Regions from separate parts of the Mus musculus genome. Here region 2 is linked to region 1. A link is a contact called in public Hi-C data. All regions are on one chromosome and are shown on one strand. The core of a region is the stretch at or near the end of the contact, and the rest is flanking DNA. Distances in the headings are between cores, read along the strand shown. Region 1 overlaps Ano6 (anoctamin 6). Region 2 has its middle 92 kb from the start of 2610037D02Rik.

Region 1 (3,303 bases), core at 497-2,996:
AGGCAATCTGGAACAACATACAAGAAGTCTTGCTCCCGTGAGTACTGCATAGGTGGTCCTGGGTGGCAGGAAGGGGGACAGGCCAGCCCACCCACTGAAACAGTTTACCCATGGAGCCATGCGTCTGTCTCAAAAGCAGATTAGAATGCATTGAAATTGAAGGCCTCTGGGCAAAAGGTCCAACCGGGGAGTTTGTTATGTGTTTAATAATTATATAGAAAAGCTCAGCAGACGGCTCAGTTGTAATGTGCTTCCTGGGGAATTGGGGACTCCCAGTGCCCATGTAAAAAACCAGGCACTCCCACAAACACCTGCCCTGCAGTGTTGGGGAGGGAGAACCAAGAGGAGCCCTGGAGCTCACTGGGCAGTGCGTGAGCTCAACTGGGGAGCTCTGGGCTCAAGGATAGACCATGCCTCAAAGAAACTAGAGGATGAAGATTGAGGAAGACATGTGATGTCAACCCCTGGACTTTACATGCTCCTGCACACTTGAGTGCACACCCGAACACACGCAGATGCACACAAGCACAAATGGTAGTTATAGAAGACCTTCATCTTCATCTCTAACAGAAATCCCACCTGCTGTAGTTTATGTCTCTCATGTTATCACTGAGATGGCTGTGTAAATAGACCTTTGAGAAAGGGTCCTTGTGGTCTGGAGAGATGGCTCAGTGGATAAGAGCACTGACTGCTCTTCCAAAGGTCCTGAGTTCAAATCCCAGCAACCACATGGTGACTCACAACCACCTGTAATGAGATCTGACTCCCTCTTCTGGTGCATCTGAATTCAGCTATAGTGTACTTATGTATAATAATAAATAAATCTTTATATATATATACATACACACACATACACACACACACATATAGATAGATAGATAGATAGATAGATAGATAGATATAGAGAGAGAGAGAAAGAGAGAGGGGGGGTCCTTAGCGCTGTGAACTTCATATTACCACAAATTTGCATACATCCCCCACCCATGCATACAGAAGTCATCAATAGTAACATGTCACATGCCTAATATGTGCCCATCTCTGAACTAAGAGCTGTGTGTTTTCATGTGTATGTTTATGTGTGCCGGTACATACTCACATAGCTTGATTTCATAAATCTTAATCTCCCTTTTGCTAATGAAGATCTGTGGCTTAACGGGATTAAGTGACTTACCCAGATCACACTGGCAGGGTAAACTTACAGTGGGATTTGACTCTAGGATCCCATGACTTCAGACACCTCCTGTGACCCCTGAGATATCAGAAACAATCACCACAGGAGTTTTTGAATGGTTTCCCTAAAACCTGAGAAAGTGGCAGAGCACAGCGACTCCCCATTGTTAGCAAGGGCCCTGCTGTAGGATCTGTTCACAGTCCAGCACCGCTTGTATTTTGTGCAAACAGGACACTTTTTTTTCCACTGCATTTTTTTCCATTGCAGTTTTGCACTAGTTTTCCATTGCAGTTTAACAAATTATTACATGCTTAATAGGATAAAATAAGGTTCAATGTCTTCCTGTCCCAGAGGTCAGAAGTCTGGCATGGGTCTAACTGAACTAACTTCAAGGCGTTGGTTACCCAAGGCCTTTCCAGTTCTCCAGTGAATCTGCTTTGGCCTTTTCGGGACTTGAGGTCTCCTGGACCTTTGCCTTGGGAAGCTGCCTGTCAAAGTGCTGCTCTATTCTGTGGTTCTCAGCCCTCACTGTGCCATGGAAGGTGGCCTCCTGTACTGTAGTCAATTCTTTCTTGGGAACTGACGCTCTTCAGATCTTCAGGAGGCCTGCAGGGAACCTCCCTGGAGGCTGTTCTGACCACACACATCCTTTGGCAAAAGCACTTTCTGGCTTCCCTTTTTGTTTTCATGAAACTTCTGGTCGCCCTTCTACTGTGCCTCCTCTGTTAAGTCCTTTCTATTCTGTGCCAGTACTAACAGTGTCCCCTCTCCTTAACGTCCTCCAGCGTGGAGGTAAACTTAGGAAGGATTTTAATTTCTTTGTAATGCCTTTTACCCCACTATGCAGTGGGATGGACTTGCTCAGAACTCACGCCGGGTGCAGGCTGATGCCCCCTGCATACTTCACTGCACTGCCTCTCCACATACAACAACTCCCGCCACATCCAGCTCCCAGCTCTTTTTTTGCCCTGACTCTTTGCCTCCCTCACTGCCAGGTTTCTGTTCATTCTCTCTGGAATAGTTAGCCGACCGAGTTTCAGAGCACCCACATTCTTTGCTGGGGCTTTATCCGCCCTGTTCTGTGTGACCTGTCAAGGCCCTTCTTAAAGCAAAGACAACACTCCCATCCCAGGAAAGGATTCCAGCTTTAGCTGTGAGATAACTCTAATCCTGCTGCACAGCAAACAACCCTTCCTTTCATCAAGTTCATATTTGTGTTTTTCCAGATAAGTGAAAGTAGGTCATGCACAAATCAGGCTGTTTCAATATGAAAATGTATTAAAAAAAAAAAAAACAAAACACTTAACTCATTCTTAGACTACTAAGGGAGCATTTTCTGAGCCAAGTAGGTTGTTTAACACTAAATTGTTTGATTAAGTAACTGCTTGGCAGTGAGCTGTTTTCTGAGCTTTAAATGTTAGTGGGTAGGGTATATTTCCTAAATTAATTATGAGCAATTGAAATGTGACCTGCAGCACCCAGGGCCTGTCCATGCTTTGACTCCAGGTAAGCTTATTGTTAACAATCACAGAGATTCTGGCTTAAAGATACTGATGTCATAGCTTGTTAATTCTCTTCCACTGGATCGAGACCCAAGACTTCCAAGTGTCGGTCAGGACAGCCTCCCTGGGGCCATTTTTCTGTGTGGGCCAGTTCCCTGCTTCCACATAGAATCCAGAACCGTGGAGTGCCCATCACCTCTGCTCCCCAGACCCTTACTCCTCTGAAGAGTGTCAGAGCAAAGGAAGAGCCATCCCAGTTCCTTTCATATGAGGTTGCTATGCCAGAGGAACACAGTAAAGGATATTTGATGAGAAGTTCTTAGACTTGGCTGTTTCAGGCCCACACCCTTCATTCCACATGGATTCCTAGACTACGCTGAGCCTACAGCTAGACTAGTTCCCAGTACAGAGCAGGCACTGGGCATGAGCCCCTGAGTGAGTGTTGCCTTGGTCTCATAGGCAGATCATCAATAAATTATATGGTGTTTTGCAGGAGCCAGAGAATGTCAGCTGCTGGTCATTACAGCACTGATGTGTGAGACAGTATAGGGTTTTTCTTCTCCAAAGATGATGCTAACATTGAATAATGAAAACCCTAAAAGACCTAGAACATTAGTGTCCTTGGGTGTT
Region 2 (2,930 bases), core at 136-2,635, 150 kb after region 1:
GCTCACGTGTGTGTGTGTGTGTGTGTGTGTGTGTGTGCGTGTGTGTGTGTATACACATGCCTATAAGTACATGTGTCTGTCTGTATGTTTATGTGTATATGTGTCTGTGTGCCTCTGTGTGTGTCTGTGTTTCTCTGTTTGTACATGTCTGTGTATGTGCTGTGTGTCTATGTGCTTATGTCTATCTGTGTGTACCTATGTCTGTGAGTACATGTGTCTGTATGTGTGTTTGTGTGTGTGTATGCATATGTCTATGTGTATATCGGTATGTCTCTGTCTGTACACATGTCTGTGTGCATATCTGTATGACATGTCTGTGTCCGTGTATTTGTATAAACATGTGTCTGTGTGTATATCTGTGTGTCTCTGTGTGTGTCTCTGTCAGTACGCATGTCTGTGTATCTGTGTATGTGTCTGTGTGTATGTGTCTCTATGTGTGCATGTATGCTTCTGTGTAAGTCTGTGTCTGTATCTGTGTGTTTCTCTCTGTATGTGAATGTTTGTGTGTGTTATATCTCTAAATGTCTGTGTGTGTCTGTGTACATGTCTGTGTGTGTTTTTATGTGTATGAATCTGTGTGAGTGTCTGTGTGTGTATGTGTATGTATGTATATCTTTGCATGTATGTCTATGTGTGTAGGTTCTTGTGTAAACCATCAATAAACCTGGTCGGGATGGTCTTTTGCAAAAGAATGTTGATGAATGCCCCAAGCTGGTAGCTGCTTGGCTCAGAGGACAGGCACAGCAATAGGCAAAAGGGAAATCAGTTAGTGGATGTACCAACAGACTCATGTTTAGCGTACTATCAGTGAGGACTTAGGGACTCACCCAGAGACAGGACCACTCTGAGTGACATGGGCTACAAGGCTTAGGGTAGACTTCACTATGGAAGTCAGTACAATGGCCCTAGCATCTGCAGTGGGCCTGAAGTTGCTGTAGCTCAGAAAGACTAGTATTACAAAGAAATGCTGCGTATGAGGCAGAGGACAGAGAGACCAGAACCCATATGGGTGAACTAGAACTCAAAGAGCCAAAGGGTTTCCATGGCTGCCTCTCACTATGCTACCCTCCAGGACGCCGGTGATCTACAGAAAACACCTTTCAGGATAAAGAACTGGCTGGGCCTGGCATAGCCATGGCTCAGCTAAGGCCACAGCCAACAGAGGAAGCAGTAGACAGAAGACAACGTGCAGAAGGGCGCAGGGCTCCGAAGTCATGCCAGCCTCCTCCCTGCTGTCTTCCTAACTGCAAGCAAACTTCAGATGTGGCCAACTCTAACCCAGAACCATACATGGAATGGAATTCTAGGAGAGGTGGTTCCCACAACCGAGCTGACACCCTGTCCAGCCTCCGCAGCATCCAGCAGAGACGTCTCCCTAAGAGATTTCCCAGGATTTACTGTCTTAGACCGCAACCTTTGTGGGAGATGGAACTCTGCTCTGCTCTGCTCTGCCCTGGGTTAGCGTGAACCAAAGCTTGTCAGTGAAAACACGCCACTCTCTTCCAAGCATTCTGGCTGCGATACTCTCCTCCTCTGCTCCGTCATTAAGGCAATTAGGTATCCCTGCTGAGAACACAATTGAGTCTACAGAACAATGTGATCAGCATTTTTCCCCTGGTGTTTGAGAAAGTTATCATCAAGCATAAACTTCTCCTGGTATCATATTTTACAAGATGAAAAGACTTCATTTTGTTGTCACTGACCTACCAACCTGGCATTTGTTCCTTAGAAACAATCACATTCTTCAGCCTGAGAAAGGAGACATCGCATCTCCTGATCCCCCCTCCCCTCGTTTACCGAAATGCCCGTCGGTAAAAGTTTCAACGATTTTTATTTCTAAGATGCTGCTCTCGTTCTGGAAAACAATTCTACTATCTGAATAAGTTACAGTAGTACTTCATTCTCCTTGTGTTGAAGTCAGCCCAAATAGATAATACGTCACAGTAATCTCTCAGAGCAGCCAAGATCTTAGTGATAGCTGAATTCTGAGTAGAGCAACTTGCCTGGGATGATCATTAGCTAATGGCTGCTGTTAAGATACTTAATAATATAATGACTTCATTGAGGTCAGAGCTCTGTCTCATTTGTATCTGCATACAAAGCACCTGGCGTATACTAGAAAAGCAAAACAAAATTTATCAGAGAGAACAATGGGCTTTTTAAAATGTGACTTTAAATGCTTGCCTATAAAAGCCTGGCTTTGAAGGACCGACTTAGACCTACAACTTCAAAGACAAGGTGAGCACTAAGAACACCAGTCACGTTCGGGGACAATGGAAAGGAGGTCATTTATCTGCCTCTGTTAATTTCCATCAAAAGCCATTTATCAAGCTGTGTATGGTGGCAAACATCTTTAATCCCAGCACTGGCGTGTGGGGTAAACAGAGGCAGGCAGATCTGAGTTCATGGCCAGCCTGGTCTGCACAGGGAGACCCTATCTCAAAGAAATAAAAAATAACACCCCTCCAATAACAACAAAATATTACCAATTTTAATACTATATATCAAGTAGCATTCCAGGCAAAGATAAGATGGAGACCTATCCCTCAAATACTCTGCCTTGTCTGGATGCAGACCCAGAAGCACACGGCTGACTTTTTAAAAGACTCATGTAGACAGCAGGCGGTGAGCACATGCCATCAGACTCATGTAGACAGCAGGCGGTGAGCACATGCCATCTCCGGAGCCTGTTCTGTCCGAAATAAATGGCAGGACCTAACTTCTGTGAGCCCAAGCTCAGGGCTGGGAAAGACGCACACATAGCATGGCTCTGATTTCACACTGCCTGAATCCAAACGCCCATTCTGGAGGCAGGGGAATGTTTCCCAGGCTTCTCCTTACTGGTAGTTTATGTCCACCCACAGCTTAAGAAAAAATCTTTGTTAATACCTGAGCCTGCAGAACCAGAAAAGTCACATAGATGTGGTTTT

The links. Hi-C and Micro-C count contacts between places; a contact is called where the count stands out from the background.
Region 2: a Hi-C map of uterus shows a contact between it and region 1. The contact joins two enhancer-like sites.

Annotation. Positions count from the first base shown.
Region 1 is chr15:95,949,920-95,953,222 of GRCm38.p6, forward strand. It overlaps Ano6 (anoctamin 6), which reads left to right. Exons shown (of 20, transcript NM_175344.4): 15 at 1-37. Among named protein-coding and RNA genes, the nearest start is that of Gm41389, 40 kb to the left of the region's middle. Within about 2 kb of position 1,747, at least 32 of the 459 cell types and tissues checked have an H3K27ac peak or open chromatin away from gene starts, as enhancers often do. A contact at or near this core is called in uterus, where this site is marked.
Region 2 is chr15:96,104,751-96,107,680 of GRCm38.p6, forward strand. No RefSeq gene overlaps it. Among named protein-coding and RNA genes, the nearest start is that of 2610037D02Rik, 92 kb to the right of the region's middle. Within about 2 kb of position 1,386, at least 12 of the 459 cell types and tissues checked have an H3K27ac peak or open chromatin away from gene starts, as enhancers often do. A contact at or near this core is called in uterus, where this site is marked.